Linked DNA regions of Mus musculus: region 2 is linked to region 1. The links are chromatin contacts, called in public Hi-C maps. All regions are on one chromosome and are shown on one strand. The core of a region is the stretch at or near the end of the contact, and the rest is flanking DNA. Distances in the headings are between cores, read along the strand shown. Region 1 has its middle 38 kb from the start of Slc24a5. Region 2 holds the start of Myef2 (myelin basic protein expression factor 2, repressor).

Region 1 (6,349 bases), core at 2,120-4,619:
GCCTCCCGTTTTTGCAAGCAGAAACTGGGACTGAGTGTTGGTTCTCTGGGTGTTTTTCCAGGCCCAGGGGCTGTTTCTAAATTAAACTCTAACTAACTAGACGTCGAGTAACACAGAACAAAGCAACTCTTGCATGAGTTAAAGCATAAATGAGTCAGAGGCAGAGAGATTAAAGTTTCCCTCACATACACGCGAGTTAAAAAATTAGAGTCTCCAGAGAGGCTGGCTCCTGTGGACAGAGTTTCCACCAAGTCAGCACATTGGAGAAAGGACTGTGTCTCAGCCAAACCCCAAGCCCTGCTGGCCTCTTTGCCACAGCCTCTTGCTGAACTCAGGAGGAATCCATCTTCCTAAATCCACGCTGTCTGTCAGGACCAAGGGCCCATTTCTGTTGCAAATGATTCATGGTGAGAATTTGTGACACCTCACAGTCTCAGGGATTCTTTTTTTTTTTTTTTTTTTTTTTTTTTTTTTTTAAGTCAGTTCCTGTGTAGTGTTCCAGTAAGTCTTTCTTCCTCTCCTGTCTGTCTCTCTACCCCAACATTTGCCAACAGACTTCAAAGAGGAGCCACAGGCGTGCTTTGAGTCTCACCCGAATTTTTCCTCTCTGCCTCTAGCAATCGATTCTGACAGGTGCAGAGCAGGGAGGGGAGACAGCATCACCATACATACAGCATCACGCAAAGCATTGTGGGATCGGCCCTCCCGCCTCATTCCCTGCGGGTACAGCAGATCGCCATTTCCCCATCGTCTTTTCTTCTGCTTGAACAGAGAAACCACCATGGCTCTCATTCCCTCTCCAGGGCCGTGCTTTTTAGAACACAGCAGTCAGAAAATGGTTAGAATGATTTGGAGTGTCTGGATCATCACAAGGTTTTGCAATAAAAAAATCCTGTCCTAGCTGCAATGCACAAAGGACCAGCCAGCACCGTGTCTCCAGATGCATGGCAGAAGGACAGCGCTTACAAGGAGCAAGCAGGCTGACTGATTCCTGAACATTACAAATTGGGCCACCTAGCCGTGGTGTGCTCAGCTGCAGACAATTCTAGTTTCAAGGTAGGGGAAATGAAAGATCCAGAGCCAGGAAAATAGACGACTTCTCTTTGCGTTTTAATGCCAATGGATACAGTTTCCAAATCCTAGCCCCGGCTCTTGCCAACTCCTTTGCATTTGGCTTTGGGTTTTATCGAGTACCCAGAGTGTTGTCTCACAAGCTTTCTGCTGAGTATCTAGACAATGCCTCTGGGGTGCTGCGCTGTGGCAGTTACTGCGCCACTGCCTGGGACATTGCAGAGGGTTCTGCTCAGTCATTTTTGTCCTGAAGCTTCAGGAAGACAGTTGGATCTGAGAGTGGAACAGATTTCAAAGAACGAGCATATCAACCTGTGAGGCCTTCTGCTGTGGTGGTGGCATATGCTGTCTTAGAACAGTGCCCATTTAACAGGCTGTGCCGGCGCAGGAAAGGATTCTGACGCGTGCTCGCCCTGACATGGTGCTGTGTGTGTGGAAGCCACGATAAAGTTGAGCAGCAGATGGAAAACTCCGAACCTTTTATTGGCCATATGTCACTTTTGAGTGTTGGCCAACAAACTAAATTTGTAGCTAATATATAATGATTTAGGCAGGGGGGGAAAAAAGAGCAGCCATGCTTTGATTCTCAAGGCTGCTCCTCCAGGCTCCCTTAGCCTGCCAGAGTTCCTGGATGCTTTCCTTTAACCTTGTACCATCTTCCTGAATCACCCCCAGGTGGCTTCATCTCCACAGCCCTCTGTGTGAGCCACCTCCAGCTTGGTCCGTTTCTCTTCTGTTTCTTCTGTGAAGACTGCAGTGTCAGACTTCTTATTACAATGATTTTTTTCCAAGTCGATAGGAAATGTTATAAGGAATGAGGCATCAACGTTTCTGAACTTCAGCCTGTTGGACAGTGTCTTTTGTCTCCTCAGACGTCTCCGTCAGTGCCAGGCTCTGCCATCCCTCTTAGGTGCCTACAGTGGCTCCCTGTTCAACCTGAAGTGCTCGTCCTTGGTGTGGACTTGTGGGAGGGAAGCACATCATGACTTATGAGGATATGACCCGAGAGGGAACTCCCCTGGACAAGTGCCACTCTTACTGTCGGAATCATCTAGGAAGAAATGATGGATGTCCAGGATAAAGAGACTGATCCACCTTCTGGCTCTTTATTCTTTTTGGCGCTTCTGACCCATGCATGAAAGTGCCAAGTTTCCAACCTCGGCTGCCATGGGCAGCCTGCCTGACTTTGTGCTTGTGGGCTCCCAGGAGAAGGACCTCCCCTGGTGCACTATGCTTTTGTTTCTGAGTTTGGTGTTGGCAACAGCCGGAAAGGAGAGGGGGCCTTTAAGCTCACAGGCCCGCCAATCACCAGCTCAACAATTCAATGTATCATTGCTATCATTGTCTGACCCCCAAATGATTCTATAGTTGATATCTTAACCAAATGCCACCTAAGTTTCAGCACACGAATTCCCACCTAACTCAGCCCTTTCCCATTATTTTTCAAAAGTCTGAGAGCAGCATGTGAATGAAAGGGCAGCAGAGCACATCAAACACAACAGTGTTTGTAACATCCGGAGTAAGGCGCATTAAAGAGAGAATAAAATCCACATTCATCATGGAAGCTTGCCTTTGTTTTCTGTTATTATGAAAAGAGGAAACAGGAACGCCTTTCCCGTGGGAGGCTCTTCAGTTATCTGTTCCTGGATACCGCACAGAAAATTGTAGTTTTAGTTTATGTCTTTGCAGGACTTAACTATCCTTTTAGGTCTGATCAACAGTTTTGTCCCGAAGCAACTTTACTTTGGGGATTTTTACAGGGTGGATGGAACTGCTGTGCAAACAGACAGGTGTGCACGACTACCCAGTACAGCATCTTCTACATAGGCGGGAGACTGGAACCCACCCAAGAGCTCAGCAATGGAGAGCAAAGTTATTGCGCTGCCATAGAGTGCTGTGCAGCTGTGTAGAACAAGGATGGCCTCCATATCCAGAGGACGGAGCTCCATGGCACATGCCTGTGAAAGTCAGACACAGAACAGAGTGCACGTGTCCAGGCGACATTTGTTTATTCTCGGAAAAAGATGCTTTGGAAGGATATATAGAGAATAGGGCGAGAAGATAAGAATGGATGGGGTGTAGGGGAGACAACACGCCAGTGGTTTCTTAATATCTTTGACTCTGCTCTGTGTACCCACTGTTTTGAAGCAATATCTCTCTCCTGGGTCACCTCTGGATAGTCTAAACGCCTCCAGCTTTCTTGGTTTCTCTGTCCACCGTTGACCACATGCTCCTTCAGTGTGAGGCAAGTCCAGTCCAAAATTCTGCTGCTCAGTGACTCAGTGTGCTGGGGTGGAGCTGAGCTCTCTGGCTGCCTGTTTGCTTTGCATGAATATTCCCGTGGCTGCATGGAAGAGGCTCTACAGTCGTTGGGAGAGGCACTACAATCATCTCCATTCTCCATCTGAGGCTGTAGAGGCCCAAAGAATGGACCCTGTCTTGGTTTATATGAGTCAGGGTTGTTGTCTCAAGATTTGAACCCCACATGGCTTAGCTCCAGTGTGAGTTGATCATGGTGTTCTATGTGTGAGTCGCACAGCTGCATTCCCCCGCCTTTCTGTCAGTCCTCGTCAGCTCTGCATTGGCTTGTTTCTACTACACTCTCCATGCTCATGTGTACACATCTTTACTGGATCTTCGCAAACAAGGGTGTGCATCCAAGGTCCCATCTTTATCCCTATCTCTCTAGTACCTATCTCCCATCTTCTTAGAAGAGTTTTGACTCACCTGGAGTGCTTACCTTCCAAGCCTATGCCTATTTATTTAGAAGTTCATTTACACCTGTCTGCTGAACATTTCATCTTGTTGAAACCCAAGGCATATCTTGCCTGGGAAGTATTCTCCTCACTGACATCTACTCTGAAGAAACCAGCAGATTCTTCAGTTCATATTGGAAGCTTGAAAAAGCTGGTTCTAATATCAGTGAATGTATCAGAAGCAGCAGCAACAGAGTAGATGAACTTGGAAGCAAGAATGAAGGGCAAGCAGGCAAAAAAAAAAAAAAAAAAAAAAAAAAAAAAAGCAAAAAGATCTTCCATGTGCTATTCCCCCCTTCCTTCCCCCTTCCCCTCTCCCTCCCTCTCTCCCTCTCTCCCTTCTTCCCTCTCTCCCTCCCTCCCTCCCTCCCTCCCTCCCTCCCTCCCTCCCTCCCTCTCTTCTTCCAGTGCTGGAGGATGCAACCCAGTGCATCATCACTGACATCTATCTCCAATTGTTTCCCCCTCTTAGTTAAAAAAGAAAAAAGAAGTGGGACAAAGTCTTCCTAAGTTGCCCAATCAAGTTTGGAACTCATTATGTATTCCAGGCAGGCCTTTGGAACTTGTAATTCTTCTGCCTCAGTCTTCATGGGCTATCATGGCCCCTCCACCCCTAGTCTTGCTTCTTTCCCCCCCAAATATCAGGGTACCTGTGAGATCAAGGGTTTTGAAAAATGAAACTTCATAGATGAAAGCCAAGCATACAGGTTACTGTAAAGCTGCCAATTCTCTGTGAATTAACTATACACCCAATAGAGTTTGAGGAAAAATACCAAGGACCATTAAATATTTTCCTGAAACTAGACACACTGGCATGAGGATTTTAGTGGAGAAACAAACTAACGAAATGATCCAGGTAAAATAGGAAAAGGAGGTGTGAAGTGGGGATGCAGTCCCATCAGCTGCTCACATTACAGAGCAATGCTTTCGAGATTCATATCTGTGCGCGAATACCCAGAACCATAAGAAGAACAGAACTGGGTCTGACCTTGGCGGTGCTGGAGATTTAGTGCTTAATAAAGGTTGAATATCTTCATCAGTGCAGAATAGTTTTACAATTTAATAAATAATGCTGGGACAATCGAGTAGCCATCTGGAAAATAATAAAGTTGTATTTCTCCCAACTCTTCCTAACAAAATGAGTGCCAGATGGACCATCAACATGGAAGTTTAACTGTCAAGGGGTCTAGAAAAACATTGAAAAACTATTTAATGGTCTTGGAGTTGAGAAGGCCTTTTGAAGCATGATAAAATTCAGGAGCCATAAAAAGAAAGATTAATACATTTAGCCATAAAAATCACCATGTAAGAAACACTAAATAAAGTTAAAAGGCAAATCCTGTACAGGTGAAAACATTTGTAACAACCAAGCCAGACAAAAGGCTAAACCTGTTAAGATATAACAAATGTCTAGAAATGCATAGAAAAAAGATCAGCTCGGTATTGAAAAGCATCCCAGCATCCCGGGGTTCTGCACAATTGTTGTGCATAACTAAAACAGCATTTTTAACCTAATAGTGTTAGATTTCTTTAACTGTATTTTTGACAAGTTTTTTTGGACAAGTGTGTGGGAACTTACACCCTGGGACAGAAAGTGGAGAACTCTGAAGAACACAGCATCTGGGTCTCTGTCAAAAGCTAGACCATGTGAAAGCCTTTACATATCTACTGCATACAGGGAATGTCTCTGACCGTCACATAGGCTCTCACAATTAAAGAAACCTGTACCTGGCGAAGCATAGAAATACATCCCCTGTAGCACCGAACATGGCAGTATGTTTCATCATTAAAAAGAAAAGAAAAAAGGAAAGCACAGAGCCTATTGTGCTACATTTACCTGTGCCGAGCAGGTTCATCTCAGATCAGGATGGAAATGTTTGTAATCTGGCCAGCCTGTCTGCCACACCGTCTATACTACTTACACTCTGGGTTTGTTGTTCGCCTGTGTGTTCCCATCTGTGCTTGCTGTTCCTTTCCGTGCTGGCCCTGTTGATGACAAGCCCTCTTCCCAAAGCCTATCATCAGCTGGGTCCTCTTCTGTCCACCACACACCCTCCTTTTGAGGGCATTGCTAGGTCCTCCTGAGCTGCCCATCCTAGCTGCAAGTCAACCTGCTCTCACCTTATATTTATTTATTTGTCAGAGGACAACTTCTTTGCAGGAATCCATTTTCTTCCTCTGTCTTGTGCATCCATTGTCCTCAGACTTGATGACCAGTGCCTTTATCAGGTGATCCATCTCACTGGCCTCTGCTCTCACATTTGACATCATTCTTTTGCCACAGAAATTTGGGGTAACCTCTTTAACAATGGTGACAATCTCAAAGCTCTCCCTTTGATACAATACAGCCTACATTAGACAGAAATTAGCTTACATTTTCTACCCCAGAAAAAAGTATCTTCTTTGTTCTTAAAATAAGCACATATTTTAAAATGGAAAACCTCAGACCTGGCTAACATATGTGTACATGTTTGTGATATGCATGTAAAAGATAAAAGAAAAAAAATTATTTGAGTAGAATT
Region 2 (5,952 bases), core at 1,005-3,504, 94 kb before region 1:
CTAAGCCTCCCAAGGCAGCACTGCCAACGAGGTTCTAAGTGGGGTCCACGTGTTCAAAGCACTAAAATATATATTTTGTGTAATTGTGGAGGATAACGATTTTGCAGTAGGAACCATGGGGGAGGGTGGGGGCCACTTCAACATCTGTTACCTAAGAGTTTTTCAATGTGCACACATAAACTGGGAAAAAAAAAATTCCCAGTGAGGGAATTAAATTCTCCTTTGTCGATTTCGCTACCCTTAAGTATGCTGTCAACAGCATGGAGAAGGAAAGGTTCATCTCTTCTAGGAGCCCCTCAGTGATCCTCAGTTATGATAACCCTTAGCTCTTTATGAATTCACAAGATTGGGGCTAAAGGGTAGGCAGAGAGCCATTTATCTTAGGCTCACAGTTTAAATCCTGCTTGGTTGTGGGTTGTCCTGGTGCTGTTTGTATTCTGATGTTAATTCTGCTTCCTCCAGAGGGGTTGCCCCCTAGAGCAGTCGCAGCAGGTGAAGTCCTGCGAACCTTCCCATTTTAACTGGTCAATAAAGGCGAGAGCCCGTTTTTTGGGCAGTGGTGGGATAGGAAGAACGGGAGATCTCTGAGAATGGGCACAAGTAGGGAAGAGGGAGGACGAGAGGAGGAAGGAAGACAGTGAGGACAATAGCCATGTTGGAGCAGAACCACGTGGCCAGGAGAAACCACAAGTAGCAAGGGGTCTTATAGCTGGGGAATGTTAGTATAGTGTTAGATCTGCCCAATCTAGGCTTATATCTTATACTTATAATAACTGGATTACGTGGTTTTTTTTTTTTTTTTTAAGATAGGCTTATTGGGGTTGGAAATTCCAAGACACTGCCCCCCAAAGCTCAGTCATTAAGAATAGCTCTTTTAATGGGATATTTAAATTGGCATACTCTGGAGTATGGGTAAGTCTCATGTGTGTGTTTAATTAAATTGTGCTTTTAGCTCGATTACAGCTCTTGAATAGTGCTGTTTCCCAAAGTCCTCCTCCAGCAGAGCTCTAGTGTCCCTTCCGAACCTTCTATTATGGTTTGGTCACGATGAACTCTTGAAAAGTGTTGAAATGTGAAAAAGGTTTTTGCAGGAATCTACTAGTCCAGGACTGTCAGATGGAGTTCCTTGGAGAAATTCAATGGTAACAAAAGAATACATGGAATAGTGAATACTTTGAAATCTAGGGTTGAGGTGGGGTGGGGTGGGTTAATCTGGTTTCTCCTTGATTGAAACCCCATGGGAGCCTTAAGAGATAGACTGCGATACTGTAGCACTTGGCCCTAGATGAAGTGTTTTCTTTAAATCTCTACCTTGCAGGGAAGGAACTGCTGTCTTTACCTGAAGAGAAGTGGAGAACTGAAATGCCTCAGCCGAGGAGAAAGCCTAATTTTCTCTGCCAGATTCCAGCACCTGTCTGCTAACTGCAACCATTAGGCCCCAGGGGTGACAGTACAGAAACACAAAAGTATCTGTTGTGTTTAGGACACTATGTGGGTAGAACGCCAAACTCAGAATTTTGTAGATGACTCTCATCTCTAATAAACTGTGTCTGCCTTATGCTGTTCACTTTTTTTTTAAAGAAGGAAACATTTGAGGAGGTCTTAGCTTTTTTTTTCAACTGAAAAAGGCCATTTTAGTGTGAAGTGTAATCATGACACTCAGGTTTATGAATCTTTAGTATTTAGGGGTAAAATCTATAATCCAAACCAAAATATGCATTTGTAGCTAGTCTTGTATAAGACTTCTTTTAAAACAATTTGTTTTTTCCATGTGTGCGTGTGGTTTGCCTGCATGTATATCTGTGCACCACAGACATACCAGCGCCTATGGAGTCAGAAGAGGTCGTTGGAGCTCCTGTATGTGGGTGCTGGGAACCGAACCCAGGTCCTTGGCAAGAGCAGCAAGTCATCCTAACTGCTGAACTCCTCCAGCCCCCTTGTACAGGTTTTCTTAAGAAAATGATGGACTGTCCAAATCGATAGCTGCCCCGAGAATGTAAAAACTTCGACCTCTTAGCTGATTGCTAAGGTCTACAAAAATCTTCAGCCCTCAAAGAAAGTGGTCAACTTGTCCTCAGCTACCGGTGCTCGCTGGCGGGTTCGTAGAGCATCCACCCGCAGAGATGGAGCTGCCATAGTCCTCTCATCCAAAGGCCCCGTCCCCGAGGACCCCCATCTCTGCCCCCCCAGGCAGCCCGCGCTCCCTCCGCAGGTGGCCGCGCCGGAGCCCCGCCCCCACTCACTCCCCAAGTCGCGGGGCCTCGTCCGCTCTCGCGAGATCCCGGCCGCCGAGCGCTCGGGGCCTTTTCAAATCGCGATCCGTTACCGCTTCTCCGGCCGCCGCCATTGTAGCGCTCGGAGCCCTCATCGCGGCCGAGGCGGAGCCCGCGGCGGGATGGCCGATGCCGACAAGTCCGAGGCGGCCGCGGGTGACGACGGCTCGCAGCAGCAACCGGCTGAGCCGCGGCGAGACACGCACCCCGGCGAGCCCGAGAAACCGCCGCGCAGCAGCGCCAACGGCGTTAAAATGTATTGTCTCCCCCGGGCGGCCGGGCGGGAGGGCGGCCGGGCAGGGCGGGAGGCGCGGGCGGCCCCGGGGCGGGAGCAGGTGCGGTGCTGGCGGCCCCGGCCTCGGGCGCGCGGAAAAACGGTCCCCTTTAAAAGGCCCGAGGCTAGCCTCATCCTCGGGGAGGACCCAGGGATGACATCATCGGTCCTTTCCCCTCCCGGCCCGGTTCCGAGCCCCGGTGAGGGCCGCGTGTGCGGTGGTGGCTTCCAAAGTGTTAGAGCTCACCGAACCCATTGTGTTCCTCTTGATTGGCTTTCGAAAAAGGAGGACTTGGTCTCCTCCACCCACCCGGTGATGGTTGTGGGCCGTGCAGGCTGGTTTATTTATTCATTTTTTTAAAAACACAAACTCAGTGTGTAGTGGCCTTCATTTTACTATAATTCACTTACGATATAATTAAATTACTGAAATATAAATCTGAATTTGGCAAAACTGGGAACGCAACCCAGGGCCTCGTGCAGTCTCCAGGCAGGCGCTAGGCCACAAAATGACACCCCCCCTCCACCGAATGCAGTGCTTTTTTTGTAGAAGAAAACCCGAGGGCTGAAGGTTGGATCTGTCATCTGTGTCTGTAGAGAATTTAGTCGACGTTAATCCATAAGATCTTAAGTTGTAAGGCAGTAGGATAGGGGCAGATTGTGCTCGGCTGTCCTTGTCACGTGGGGCTATGTGAAGGCAAACATTTATTTTCCTATGGCTTATTCTGTAAAAACTGAAGTTGAAAATAATGCCAGTAATTTGTTAAAACACCCTCCACCTCTCCATCCTGCCACGGTAGAAAGCAGTGAACACATGCTTTCTGACATGAAGTCAGAAAAGGGAAAATGTCTTTCTGGCTTTTGTGTGGAAATACTTGAGGCAGTGATTTGGACCAGTCTGTTGAAACCGGCTGAATTGAATTGGTTGCAAACTAGATGGGGTAGTGCTCCTCAGCTTCTCTATGACAGTCTCGCTCTTAGGGTGACATCATTGTATATTTTTTCTTAACCACTGACAACGTATTTAAGAGGAATTACCCCAGTTCCCTGGGGCCTATCCTGAGCTTTAGAAGTTCAGTGTTTGCTGTTTTCCTGATGCCTATATTCATTTTTGAAATGATATATGATATATGTGGAGAGGCACTTTAAGAGCGTTCCATTAGACAGAGCCTGTTGTGTTACCTTTGAATTGGCTAGGAATACCTTAAATATGGACATTCGTCTCCCTACCCACCTGGTGACTTTTGAACAGGAAGCATCGTGTGAGCAGAACAGAATTTTGCAGGTATCAGATTTGCAGGGCTTGAAAGTCAGTGCAGTTTGCTCATGGATGGAGAGTGTGCATGCATCAACCACCGAGAAATCAGAAAGCAAGGAAAGCCTATCTCTTATGCCTGTCAGATCTTGGGCTTTTTCAGAGATTTGCTATTAAAAATAGAAAAAAAAAGTGGAGTGACTGTAACAATATAGTCACCCTCTGTGTCTTTGGATTCTGTATTCATGGAGTTAATGGTGAATTGGAAATACCCACATTGTATCTATATGGAAAGTAAGCATACATGATACACGCGTTGTTTTAGGTATTATAAGTAAGGCAGAGAGTGAAGTGTGTGTGAGATTGTGCTACGTCCCATGCACACACTGTGTTTTGGGAAAGGGCTAGAGTATCTGGACTCTAGCTGTGGGGTGCAATGGGGCTGAGGGGTACAGGGTTGTATTACTAATGTGTACCTAGTAGTGAGGGTGCCACTGTTTGTTTTTTTTTTTTTCCTGAAGAAAATAATCATTGAATCTTATAATGTTGGTATTTGTGAAGCTGGTATCTAAACTTCTATTAGACCCAAAAATACAGTGTCTACAGTTGCATTGCAGGATGGGAAAAGAGGTGAGAAAGAACCATTTTCTAATTTAAGGAGAGAAAATATAGGGCAATTGTTAACAGTAAATACAGATTGTTTCCTTATTCTAATTCATTCTTTCCATATTTTCTCAGTGTTGAGTAGAGACCAATGTACTCTAAGGAATTTCTTACACCTCTGCTGGGCCAGCGTAGGTAGTCACAGTGAATACTTAGGGACTTGAATCTTCTGTGAGTCTACAGTGTGACAACCTGTGGGGTGGTTGACACTTTGGGCTGATTACCATGCTTTCAATGATAAGTCATTAAAAGAAATTTGATAACCAGACATTGCTTTACAACATCCACTGCTTCGAAGTGAGCCATGTGCTGCTATTGGGACTGGAACACCTTGTATTAATGCAGTCACAGCAGACAGAGGGGGCTGTCCTTTTCATCCTGTCACCTTAAATGTTAAAGGTTCACTGAGTATCCATTGAAGAAATAGAGGAAGACATTTTGAGATCCTGAGACTCATGGAAAAGATTTAGTTGGCTTGTTCATCTCTAGACAGGAATTAAAGATCCTGTTTTCTCTGTCTACACTGAAGTGTTTTGGAAGGAAAGCAGTAACTATTTTGTGACTCTTCATTAGTCTTGTATGATTACAGATGTATTTATATTGTGCTATTTATAAAATATTCAACACTAGGGTAGGATGAAGTGATTAAAAGCATCGGTTTTATCATGAGTGAAGGTCAAAACCATGATGTTTTGATTTGCTATTATACAATGATTATTGTAATTGAACTAATTAATATACCTGTGAGCTCATGTAGCTACATCTTTTGTAATTGTTCCAAATATTTTACTACACATTGTCTCCAGAACTTGGTTACTGGAAGTTTGTATACTTAGGCAGACATCTCATTAGACTTGTGGTAATGATCACTATACCCTGATGCTTTGCGTTTTGTTGATGTCATGCAGTATTTGGTTTTCTGTGTCTGGCTTACTTCACTTAGCACACTGTCCTTCAGGTTGCTGTAGCTGGCAGGCTTTCCTTCTGAACGCTGGATCTCTCTCTCTATGTGCCTCTGTCTGTCCGCCTGTGTGTGTGTGTGTGTGTGTATATATATATACATCTGGAATATGTATATGCCCATTCCCACCCTTCTTTAATTAGTCTTTGATCTGTAAGCAGACTTTTAGTTCAGTTCCTTATCTTAGTTATTATGAAAAATATAGTGACTATGAGTTCAGATATTGAGATGGTTTTATTTCTTTTATTAAATAAAAAAATGGAATTGCTAGGTTATTTTATAGTTTGGTTTTTTAAAAAGAAATCTTTAGTTTTTCTCTGGTCAGTCTTTAAGTAAACATAAAGAAAATATCCTAATAATGTATTTTGTAATGAATTGTCAAGAGTATTGTAAGCAAATGTTTATTACAGTCATGTAACCTTCATTCAGCCAGGTGAAGAGTAGAGGAACTTAGTGACTGCTTGAGAATTGTGTGTTTTCACAGTGAATTCATCCGCTGTGAGTAGACAGGAGGGATCTCTTCTTA

The links. Hi-C and Micro-C count contacts between places; a contact is called where the count stands out from the background.
Region 2: a contact with region 1 is called in a Hi-C map of uterus, with 2.9 times the contacts expected there. The contact joins the promoter of Myef2 here to the enhancer-like site in region 1. A contact is called at or near these places in 5 of 39 promoter capture datasets (the 3T3-L1 cell line, the HPC-7 cell line, HPC-7-derived erythroid cells and 2 more), 3 of 484 Hi-C or Micro-C datasets (cerebral cortex, muscle stem cells and uterus), 1 of 115 datasets of contacts at active chromatin or transcription factors (embryonic stem cells) and 2 of 9 other capture datasets (adipose tissue and embryonic stem cells).

Annotation. Positions count from the first base shown.
Region 1 is chr2:125,027,106-125,033,454 of GRCm38.p6, reverse strand. No RefSeq gene overlaps it. Among named protein-coding and RNA genes, the nearest start is that of Slc24a5, 38 kb to the left of the region's middle. Within about 2 kb of position 3,369, at least 6 of the 459 cell types and tissues checked have an H3K27ac peak or open chromatin away from gene starts, as enhancers often do. A contact at or near this core is called in uterus, where this site is marked.
Region 2 is chr2:125,119,962-125,125,913 of GRCm38.p6, reverse strand. It overlaps Myef2 (myelin basic protein expression factor 2, repressor), which reads left to right and starts at 2,254. Exons shown (of 16, transcript NM_010852.2): 1 at 2,254-2,529. The coding sequence starts at 2,396. It overlaps Gm46759 (a long non-coding RNA gene), which reads right to left and starts at 2,270. Exons shown (of 2, transcript XR_001783448.2): 1 at 1,820-2,270; 2 at 1-1,125.